2 separate regions of the Mus musculus genome follow, and region 2 is linked to region 1. A link is a contact called in public Hi-C data. All regions are on one chromosome and are shown on one strand. The core of a region is the stretch at or near the end of the contact, and the rest is flanking DNA. Distances in the headings are between cores, read along the strand shown. Region 1 holds the start of Glis1 (GLIS family zinc finger 1). Region 2 overlaps Glis1 (GLIS family zinc finger 1).

What was found. Hi-C and Micro-C count contacts between places; a contact is called where the count stands out from the background.
Region 2: a Hi-C map of uterus shows a contact between it and region 1, with 2.4 times the contacts expected there. The contact joins the enhancer-like site here to the promoter of Glis1 in region 1. A contact is called at or near these places in 3 of 39 promoter capture datasets (the 3T3-L1 cell line and macrophages), 1 of 15 datasets of contacts at CTCF or cohesin (the NIH/3T3 cell line), 5 of 484 Hi-C or Micro-C datasets (embryonic stem cells, nephron progenitors, palatal mesenchyme and 1 more), 1 of 115 datasets of contacts at active chromatin or transcription factors (embryonic stem cells) and 4 of 9 other capture datasets (adipose tissue, liver, macrophages and 1 more).

The regions. Positions count from the first base shown.
Region 1 is chr4:107,432,261-107,436,744 of GRCm38.p6, reverse strand. It overlaps Glis1 (GLIS family zinc finger 1), which reads right to left and starts at 2,026. Exons shown (of 11, transcript NM_147221.2): 1 at 1,848-2,026; 2 at 808-1,105. The coding sequence starts at 1,063. Gm46866 (Holliday junction resolvase MOC1, chloroplastic-like) reads left to right here and starts at 1,490. Exons shown (of 2, transcript XM_030253946.1): 1 at 1,490-2,465; 2 at 2,664-2,968. The coding sequence starts at 1,680. The coding sequence ends at 2,312.
Region 2 is chr4:107,483,039-107,487,522 of GRCm38.p6, reverse strand. All of the region lies in intron 2 of Glis1 (GLIS family zinc finger 1), which reads right to left. Among named protein-coding and RNA genes, the nearest start is that of Gm46866, 50 kb to the right of the region's middle. Within about 2 kb of position 2,397, at least 13 of the 459 cell types and tissues checked have an H3K27ac peak or open chromatin away from gene starts, as enhancers often do. A contact at or near this core is called in uterus, where this site is marked.

The DNA of each region.
Region 1 (4,484 bases), core at 777-3,276:
CCCCAAAGTTGCTGGTTCGGCTAATGGGGAACGAAAGGGCAGGTCGGGCAGATCGGCACATCCCTTAACAATCTCTAATGTCTGGTTAATTATCTGTTAACATGAAACCTATAAATAACATGTCGGTAATAATTAACTATGATTGGGTGAATATCTTCAGGAGTCTACCAGCACCTGTCCCTGAATTTGCCCATAGCGGGTTCTGGGCCTGCCTTGGCTTCACCAAGCACAGAAAAGTCACTTCTAAGTCAACACTTGACCCAACCCAGATTACAGGCTCAAAAGAACTTAAGTCAGGAGTCAGAAAAATCATTTGGCATAATAAGTTCCTAATTTGACCGATGAGAAAACTGAGGTTCCTAAGGAAGAGGTCCTACTAAAATCCTCCATTTGGTTTTGTCTTTTCTTTCTTTCTTCCTTCCTTCCTTTCTTAGAGAGACTGTGATAGTTCAAAATATGCCTTCCGTTGCTTAGAAAAAATTACTAGATACTAATGTACAATAAAATTTTGACATTTCACACGACTTTCATCAGAAACATATAGAAGCAAAATTATGTAATGTAAGCTTTCTACATACACATCTCCTTCTCAAACATGCCTATTTGGTTTAAATTGGATGCTTCCAGGCATCAGTTCAGACTGACAGGCGAGTCCCAATCAACTACAGAGATACTGAGACATTAAGGAACTCTTAAGGAAGTTCCATGAAGTTCTAGAATCCCTACAGAGCCGGTGGCAGAGACACCGGTACCACAGACCTGACCTCAGCATGCCCGCGGTCAGCACACTGGTGCGGTGGAACTCACCCTTCCCGCTGCCGGTCTTGGACACACCATAGTCTCGAGGGCTCCGGGGCCGAAGGAGATCGTGGGCACGTGGTGGTGGCACCGGTAGCCGAGGCAGCAGGTCTAGCGGGTTCCCGTCCCCGCAGCCGCCACCACTCACAGCAATCCTGAAGGCCATGTGCGCTCCCAGGCTGACAGGCCCGCGGCCCTGGCCAGGAGCACCAGGGGCCTCCTTTGGCCTCTTGTCCGAAAGTGCCTCGGCCACCTCGCAATGCATGGCGCCGGGGCGGGGCGCACGGCTGGGGGTCGCGCCAGGCTCCTGCGGAGGGAAGAAAGCACCGAGCTTTAGAAAGCGGGAAACTCCATCCCTAGATCACAGTTTGGGCAGTCACGTTCTATTTAGTCCTGATCTCAAAAAAAAAAAAAAAGTTAGCGTCACCACACCGACCCCATTCCCTGAGCCACCTGACCCCGCGCACCGTGGTCGTCCCGCTTTCGCTGCCGTCGCCCTAGGCCCGCACGTTCCGGAGAATCCCCTGCGCCCTCCCACCCTAATCCGCTTCCACCCAGGGTCAGCCCTCTTCAGACGAATGGCAAAACTAAGACCAAGGATAGGATGGGAGTTCCCTAAAGGGACAGGGAGAGGGCAGTAAACTAGGATGGGATGGGAGTTCCTGTCCGGAATTCCCTAAAGGGACAGGGAGAGGGCAGCAGCCTGACTCCCAGAGCAGGGTCACAGGGGAGCAGGGAAAGACTCAGATGGGTCCCTGGCTGCGCACCTCTAGGTGCCCCGGGGCGGGCTGAGCAGAGCCCAGGCACTGAACACGCACCGCCGCCGGGTGCAGACGCAGAATTTCCGCGAGCCCCGCCACTAGCCAGACACCGGGCTGAGGATGAGCGCGCACGCCCACTGCGCGAGCCCACAAAGCGCACTCGAGAGCCGTAAATCCAGGAGCCCCGGCGCCCGGGAGCCCGCACAGCCAGAGTCGCCCACGCACGCCGGCTCGCACGCACACTCGCGACCCGTCGATGCGCCCTCCGAGACCAGCCATGCCACACACCCCATTCACCGGCTCACACTCCGCTCCGCCGGCAGCCGCAAGTCTCACGCCGGAGCCTCAGCATCATTTCCAGCATCATTCCCGCGAGAGCGAGGCCTCAGGGCCCCCAAATTCGCCTCGCCCCTCGGCGAGCCCCGCGCCACCCCAGAGCTCCCGGATTCGGACGCCACTGGGTCCCCGGCGCCGGCCGCGCCCCTTCTCACCTCGCCGCGGGCGCAGCGGCTCGCGGGGCACACAGCACGGCGCGCCTCCTCTGGCGCCGCAGCCCCCGCAGCCGCCGCCGCCACCGCCACGGCCGCCGCGTCCTACGGGGCGACACCCCGGGGGCGGGGCGGCCCGCTGCTGCCCACAGCCGCTCGGGCCGCGACTCTTGGGGGCTGCCGGACCAAGCCAATGGCGGCTCGAGGGCGTGCCGCTCGCCTGGGGGCCTGGGCGGGGCGGCGCGCGCCCAGGCTGAGGTTTTGACAGCGGCCGGAGCCCTGCACGCCGGCTGCCGGGACGCCGCCGGACTCTGCGGCTGCCAGAGGAGGAGGCCAGCCGAAGGCAGAGCCAGCACAACCCGGCTTCCTCTGCTCCCCGGCGGGATTCTGCTCCTCCCCGGGTCGCGTTTTCTCCCGGGTAAATGGGAATGGCGGTACCTGCTAAGCGGAGGTAACAAATACAGAAGTGCTTGACAAGTTGTTTTGGTTTTGCAGACTCTAACCAGCTCACTTCAAGTGGCACAGATTTCACTGCAAGTCATAGCAAAGCTGGCCTTTGTCATCTGAACCCAGGCCTCAGCCCACTTTCTCACTTTACTTTCGTGTTGTTTTCTAGAAAGGGTTCATCCAGACGAGAGAGGAGCTCCGCGTTCTCCTGTACCCATTCCTTGCCATGTCCTCCGCGCTCCAGGCAGCAGGGTCTCAACTGTAGGAAGAGCCCTTGATGAGGCTTCATAGTGACTAGAAGCAATGGGTCAGCCCCCATCCCTGAAGCGTGCAAAATGGGGTGTTCGTTCATGTCTCTGACCGATTTTCTGGGGTCTACTGAAGGATCTAGGGTAGCCCCAAAATGTCTCTGCATGCTGTCAACATCTCCCACTATGCACAAAATGTTTGAGAATAGAGGACCTTAGTCTTAAACTGTGGAAGTGTGTTTCTGCAACCGGCCTGGTTCACAGACTGGGGTTCCACACAGGAAGACAACCCAAGCAGTTTCCCAGCATCTTAACAAAACAAAGATTTTTTTTTTCCAGTCACAAAAAGTTAAGATTTGCCAGGCATGCTGGCACACGCCTTTAATCCCAGCAGGCGGATTTCTGAGTTCGAGGCCAGCCTGGTCTACAAAGTGAGTTCCAGGACAGCCAGGGCTATACAGAGAAACCCTGTCTCGGAAGAAAAAAAAAAGTTTTTTAAAAAAAGATTTAATTTCCTATACCTTATTTGTTTGGAGACTTAGAAACAGCAGAAGGAATTGGAAGTACCTTGACATTTTACTTAACACCACCCCCACATTCATGGCCAGAAGCAACAAGGTAGGTAGGGTGTGGCAGCGCAGGCTTCCGACTCCCACGCCAGTGTCTTCCTCCCATTATTACCAAGAGCAGGTGTCAGCCGACCTGTGCAGGCGATGAGCTGTTATGGGCATCTCAGAGGCCTTGCCTCTTTCTGGAGACTTGTCATTGAGGACTGTCACTTTAGGGCAGAGTGGATATGAGTAGAAAGGAGGAAACTGACCAACTGCCCGCCCAGAACTTGAACCTCCCCCTCCCACCCCACCCTCAATTCTAAAGTGTGGACCCTGGCTCTGGCCAACAGGTCTGTGGCTTTAGACAAATAGCCCTACTTAGTTTCTGCCTCATGCGTCAAAGAAGCAAGAAAGCTGGAAGGTCTAGCTTTGCTATTATGCCCGTCTGTAAGGCCAGGAGCTGAGCGCTCTGCTCTGCTCTGCTCTCCCCGGCATGTGCGCACTCACACACACACACACACACACAGCACTGTACATTTAGTTCAGACTGGAAACAGTTGCCAAATGAGTCACTTAAATAACAGGACAAGCAGGCAAAAGCTCTCCAAATTTCCCAACAGCAACAAACTCATTTACTTATTCTTCACTGCTTTGCTACCTTTGACCAGCCCTTGTGTTTGAAGCTACTAGGGACCTTGTGAGTGTTCACAGGTCTGCTACAGCAGGTAGCCAGGCAAAGTAGTAAGCTGCCTGAACTCTCCATTCAATGGGCCTCTCCAACACTGTGTGCAGCAGGATGATTTTGTGAATGTGCAAGCCTGGTATGCTTGTGCAGTTTTCCTAGAAGGAAGGAAAAGGACCCGTTTCCAGTGACAAGGGGTCGAGAAGACACAAGAAGCCTGTACTTTAAATTTTTTTCTTTTCTTCTTCCTCTTCTTCTCCTTCTCCTTCTCCTTCTCCTTCTCCTTCTCCTTCTCCCTCTCCTTCCTTCTCCCTCTCCCTCTCCCTCTCCCTCTCCCTCTCCCTCTCCCTCTCCCTCTCCCTCTCCCTCTCCCTCTCCCTCTCCCTCTCCTTCTCCTTCTTCTTCTTCTTCTTCTAAGTCAGGGTTTCTCTTTGTAGTCCTGGCTATCCTGGAACTCACTCTGTAGACCAGGCTGGCGAACTCAGAAATCCGACTGCCTCTGCCTCCCA
Region 2 (4,484 bases), core at 1,148-3,647, 50 kb before region 1:
CTAGGAACCAAACCTGGGTCCTTTGGAGAAACACTATGAGTGCACCCTTAGTCACTAGGCCATCTTTCCCACGCCTACAATGAGGCTTAGAGAAGTTTACTGACCTGCGTGCAGCACACAGAGAGACAGGATGAGTGGACATAGATGCCTGTATCCCACCCATTACCCCCCCCCCATATCAGAGGCTTGGGTTTGTACCTGGTTCAGCCTCAAATAAGGGGACCATGATGCCCCACAGCCGGCAGGGACACCCTAATTTGCCTTTGGTCTTCGGGGAAACCTAAGAGGATATTGAAAAACGAAGCCATGCCGGCAGGTAGCATCACCCAGATCAGCTTGTGTGGCTGACCTCATGCACAGACCTCCAGAGCATTGCGCCCCACTCCCCTCACTCCAGGCAACAGGCCAGCTCTCCCATCTCCAGAGAGCTTACTACACAAGCAGGGAACAGAAAGACCCAGACTCCATCCAGCCCCCTGGCTGCTTCTGTTGAGCTGACACTGTCTACCACCCTTTCCTCCAAACCTGCCCTCAAAAGCTCTCAATGGGGACTGTATCTCCCCACTCCATCCCCACCCCAGCCTGTAAAATCACCCAGAGCCAACAGCCAACAGGACCTTGTCCAAGCAACTCCGGGCAATCGTAGAGGAGAAAAGGCGGTTAGACTTTAAATTAAATAGAACCTTCTCTCTTTATTTCCAGTAAGAAATCATAGACTTGGTTCAGGTACAAAAAATTAATCCCTGGGTTCAGTTTGGGATTCAGCAAATTAGCACCATTTGCTCTGGTTTGGGGTCTGAGGTTTAGATCGAGCCTAGAGGAAGAAGCAATCTGGGACACCCCACACCACAAGCATCACTTGCAAGCTTTGTGGCTCCACTTGAGGGACAGGGATAGGAAAAGACCCTTGGGTGGAGCCAGACTCCTAGTTACCCTCTGGCAAGTAGCCGTCCAAGCCTGAGTAGAAGAGCTTCTCTGTGCCAGCTGGGTCTCCTCTGTGTAGGCTGAGCGCTGGTCACAGCTTCCTTGAAGCTCCCCATCTCTCTGCGCCTCTCTTCCTCTCTCACCCCTCTTCCCTACACCACGCATGTCACTCACGGCACTGCACCCCAGCTGGCAGCCTCAACAGCATCCCTAGAGAGCCTGCATTGGTCCCACTGTGACCTACTCACCCTGTACTTCCCAGGATACTCACTCACTGAGAGAGGCCCCCACACCCAGCAGAGCAGAAGCTCACGCACTGTCCTGGTCACAGACCAATCCCTTAGGGGAAAACTGGGTGGATCAAGCAGGAACCTGGCCCCTTTCTAGACACAGAACTGCCCTTCCAGTTGGCCAGGTTTGGGTCCTGGGGCCAGAAGCAACCCTCCCTCTCCTTCAACCCCCCCACTCTAAGCTCAAAGCACACCCTCTAGCACCCTCTAGGGCCCAGGCAAGGCATCTTCCTGCCTCCACCTTCTCCACCCAGAGCTCTGAGAACCCCTCCAAGTGCAGGTGCTCGCTCTGGAGCACTTGCAGGGGAGAGGAGTGGGCTCTGCACAAACGAGCCTTCCTTCACACTCCACTCTTGGGCTCTGTGAGCACTGTCCGCAGAGCGAGAATGGTGATCCCTACCCTGCAGTCCCAAAGATTAAGACGCGACCTACAGCAAGGACCTAACCCAGCAGCAGGCATACACAGTAAGCACCCTGAAACCTGAGTGCTGGCATACACAGTAAGTACCCTGAAACCTGAGTGCTGGCATACACAGTAAGTATCCTGAAACCTGAGTGCTGGCATACACAGTAAGCACCCTGAAACCTGAGTGCTGGCATACACAGTAAGTACCCTGAAACCTGAGTGCTGGCATACACAGTAAGTACCCTGAAACCTGAGTGCTGGCATACACAGTAAGTACCCTGAAACCTGAGTGCTGGCATACACAGTAAGTATCCTGAAACCTGAGTGCTGGCATACACAGTAAGCACCCTAAAACCTGAGTGCTGGCATACACAGTAAGTACCCTGAAACCTGAGTGCTCCTTCCTCCTGTGTTTAAGGCGCCTTTCACTTTCCCCTGCACCAAACAGGAGCCCAGACAGAAATGAGCTCCACACAAGGGGTTGACAGTCCGCCTAAGACTGTGGTTTGTCTATGAGGTATGGTGGGATAGTTAACAATGGACACTGCCACGTGTCAAAATAAGCAGAGCGGGAGGAACCAAACAGGCTTCCTCTTGGGAGTCCAAGCAGGAGCCTCCAGAAGAGAACAGGAGAACACAGCGCAGCCTGCAGCTTGCTAGAGATGCCTGGGCTGCGGATGCACGGGCTGCTGCGGCAGAGTAGGCGCTGCTAGGGAACCGCTGCGGACAAACACCCCACACAAGACATCGCAGCCTCAACCTCACCTCACACTGTTCCCAAAAGTTCTGCTTCCTGGCCAGTCTACCAGTGCAGGATGGACAGCCAGAGGGAAACAGCCCAGTTTAAAGGCAATAAAAATGTTTTTTTTCTTGCTAAACAAATTAGTTTACATCTGGTGATGTGCAAATAAATAGAAGGACCCAGACCAGACGTCTCCCAAGGCCTGGGCCTCACTCTGTTTGGACCCAGGCCTAGGCACCCGCCAGGAGCACCCTTGTCTCTCGCTTGCTCTCACGCCATCCCTGCTCCCCCCTTCCCACAACTCTCCGTGCTAACTGTCCATCCCGAGGTTCCCAGTCTTCCCCTTGCTCAAGGGAGGAGCTGGCCTCTGGTGCTTGCCCCATGTTCCTTCCAAGCTAGCCTTAGGCAGCGCATGTATGAAATGGGAACAATGGTCTCCTCGTGCCAGAGCTGTGGGGGGAAATAAACATCTCTGAAGTGCCTGGCACTTAGAAAGCATCCCCATGGTGTGGGGCTCCTCCACTGCTCCTGGCCCTAGCTCCTTGGGAAATACATGGAGTGGACTGTGTAGGGTCAGAAGCCCAGTTCTGCCTATGCACAGAGGTGGAGAAACACAGGCATTCCCACAGCACAGAGGGTCCTGTCAGTGGACAGTTGGCCAGGGGTCTTCAGATAGAAACAGCAGCTCCCAGTTCTCAGAACCTAGGAATTACCACCTGGAGACGGGCCACTGCTGTCCATCCCACCACACAGCGAAGCCGAGGCCCAGAAATTTCAATTTCAATTTGCCTGCTTTGGGAAGGAAGCCAGGCCTCAGCCCATGGGTATTTTCTAGTCCATGTCTGTGAGGAGAATCTGTCACATGTAATGAGGGGGTAGGACCACCAGCCCAGACTTTCCTTGGTGCAATTCTCCTGAAACTTAGAAATTTCGGGTTCCTGGGCCACGGAGCTCAGGGGAGACCTCAGTGGATGGGTACAGGTCAGTCAGAAGCAGAACAAGAGGGGAGGAAACCCCTCGGTCTAGGACAGCTGTAGAGGGAGTGTGGAGAGAAAACTGTGGACGGGATGGTCTCCAGAAACCCCTCCCAGTCAGAAGACTCCATCTGGCCTCTTTGGAACCAACTTTCTGATTCTTTCTGTCAGTGGGGTGGGTCTGTGGCCCTGCTCCTGGGAGCAAATCTAAAACAAGCCCTGTTGTTCCTTTCCCAGCCTTCTGGAGCCAGGAAACTCATCTGTCCTACTTAGTTCTAACTGTCAAATTGACACGGCCTAGACTTACCTGAGAAGAGAGCCCCAGATGAATTATCCGAATCACACAGGCCTACATGCAAGCCGGTGGGAGCCTGTCTTGACTGTTAACTGGTGTAGAAGGTCCCAGCTCACTGTGGCTGGCACGATCCCACGGTCAGATAGGATAAGAAAGCCAGCTAAGCGTGAGGCCGCAAGCGGGCCGGCACTGCGGTGTTACTCCATCACGGTCCACGTCAAGTCCTCCGTGAGCTCCTGCCCTACGGACTACAGCCTAGACGTCCAAGCCACATAAATCCTTTTCTCCCCTACGGTGCTTTTGCACACGGAGTTTTCTCACAGCAACACAAGGGACGTACAGCAGAAAGGAGTGCAGCCAAGTGGACTGTATCATGGCGAACATGACTATCTGGCTTTTATGCCTCGGACGTAAACTTTTTATGAAATATTTAGAACTTTGGGCTGGGAAAGCCACTGAGTGCTGTGGGCAGAGCTTTGTGGGCCACTTTTCTTTTCTTTCCTTTAAAAGATTTATTTAATGTATGTGAGTACACTGTTGCTGTCTTCAGACACCAGAAGAGGGCACCAGATCCCATTACAGATGGTTGTGAGCCACTGTGTGGTTGCTGGGAATTGAACTCATGACCTCTGGAAGAGCAGGCATTGCTCTTAACCACTGAGCCATCTCTCCAGCCCTATCTAGTGGTCCACTCTTAGGGAGGCTTGGAAGAACGTTGAGAGAACACAGAAAAGACTCCTGTCAGAACTGGGGCAGGCACAACATGTGTGATATTTTAGACTGAGAATCTGTGTGTGCTGATCAACTAGGGATCAATAATCAGGTGTGATTAATAAGAGATTAGCATCGTTGA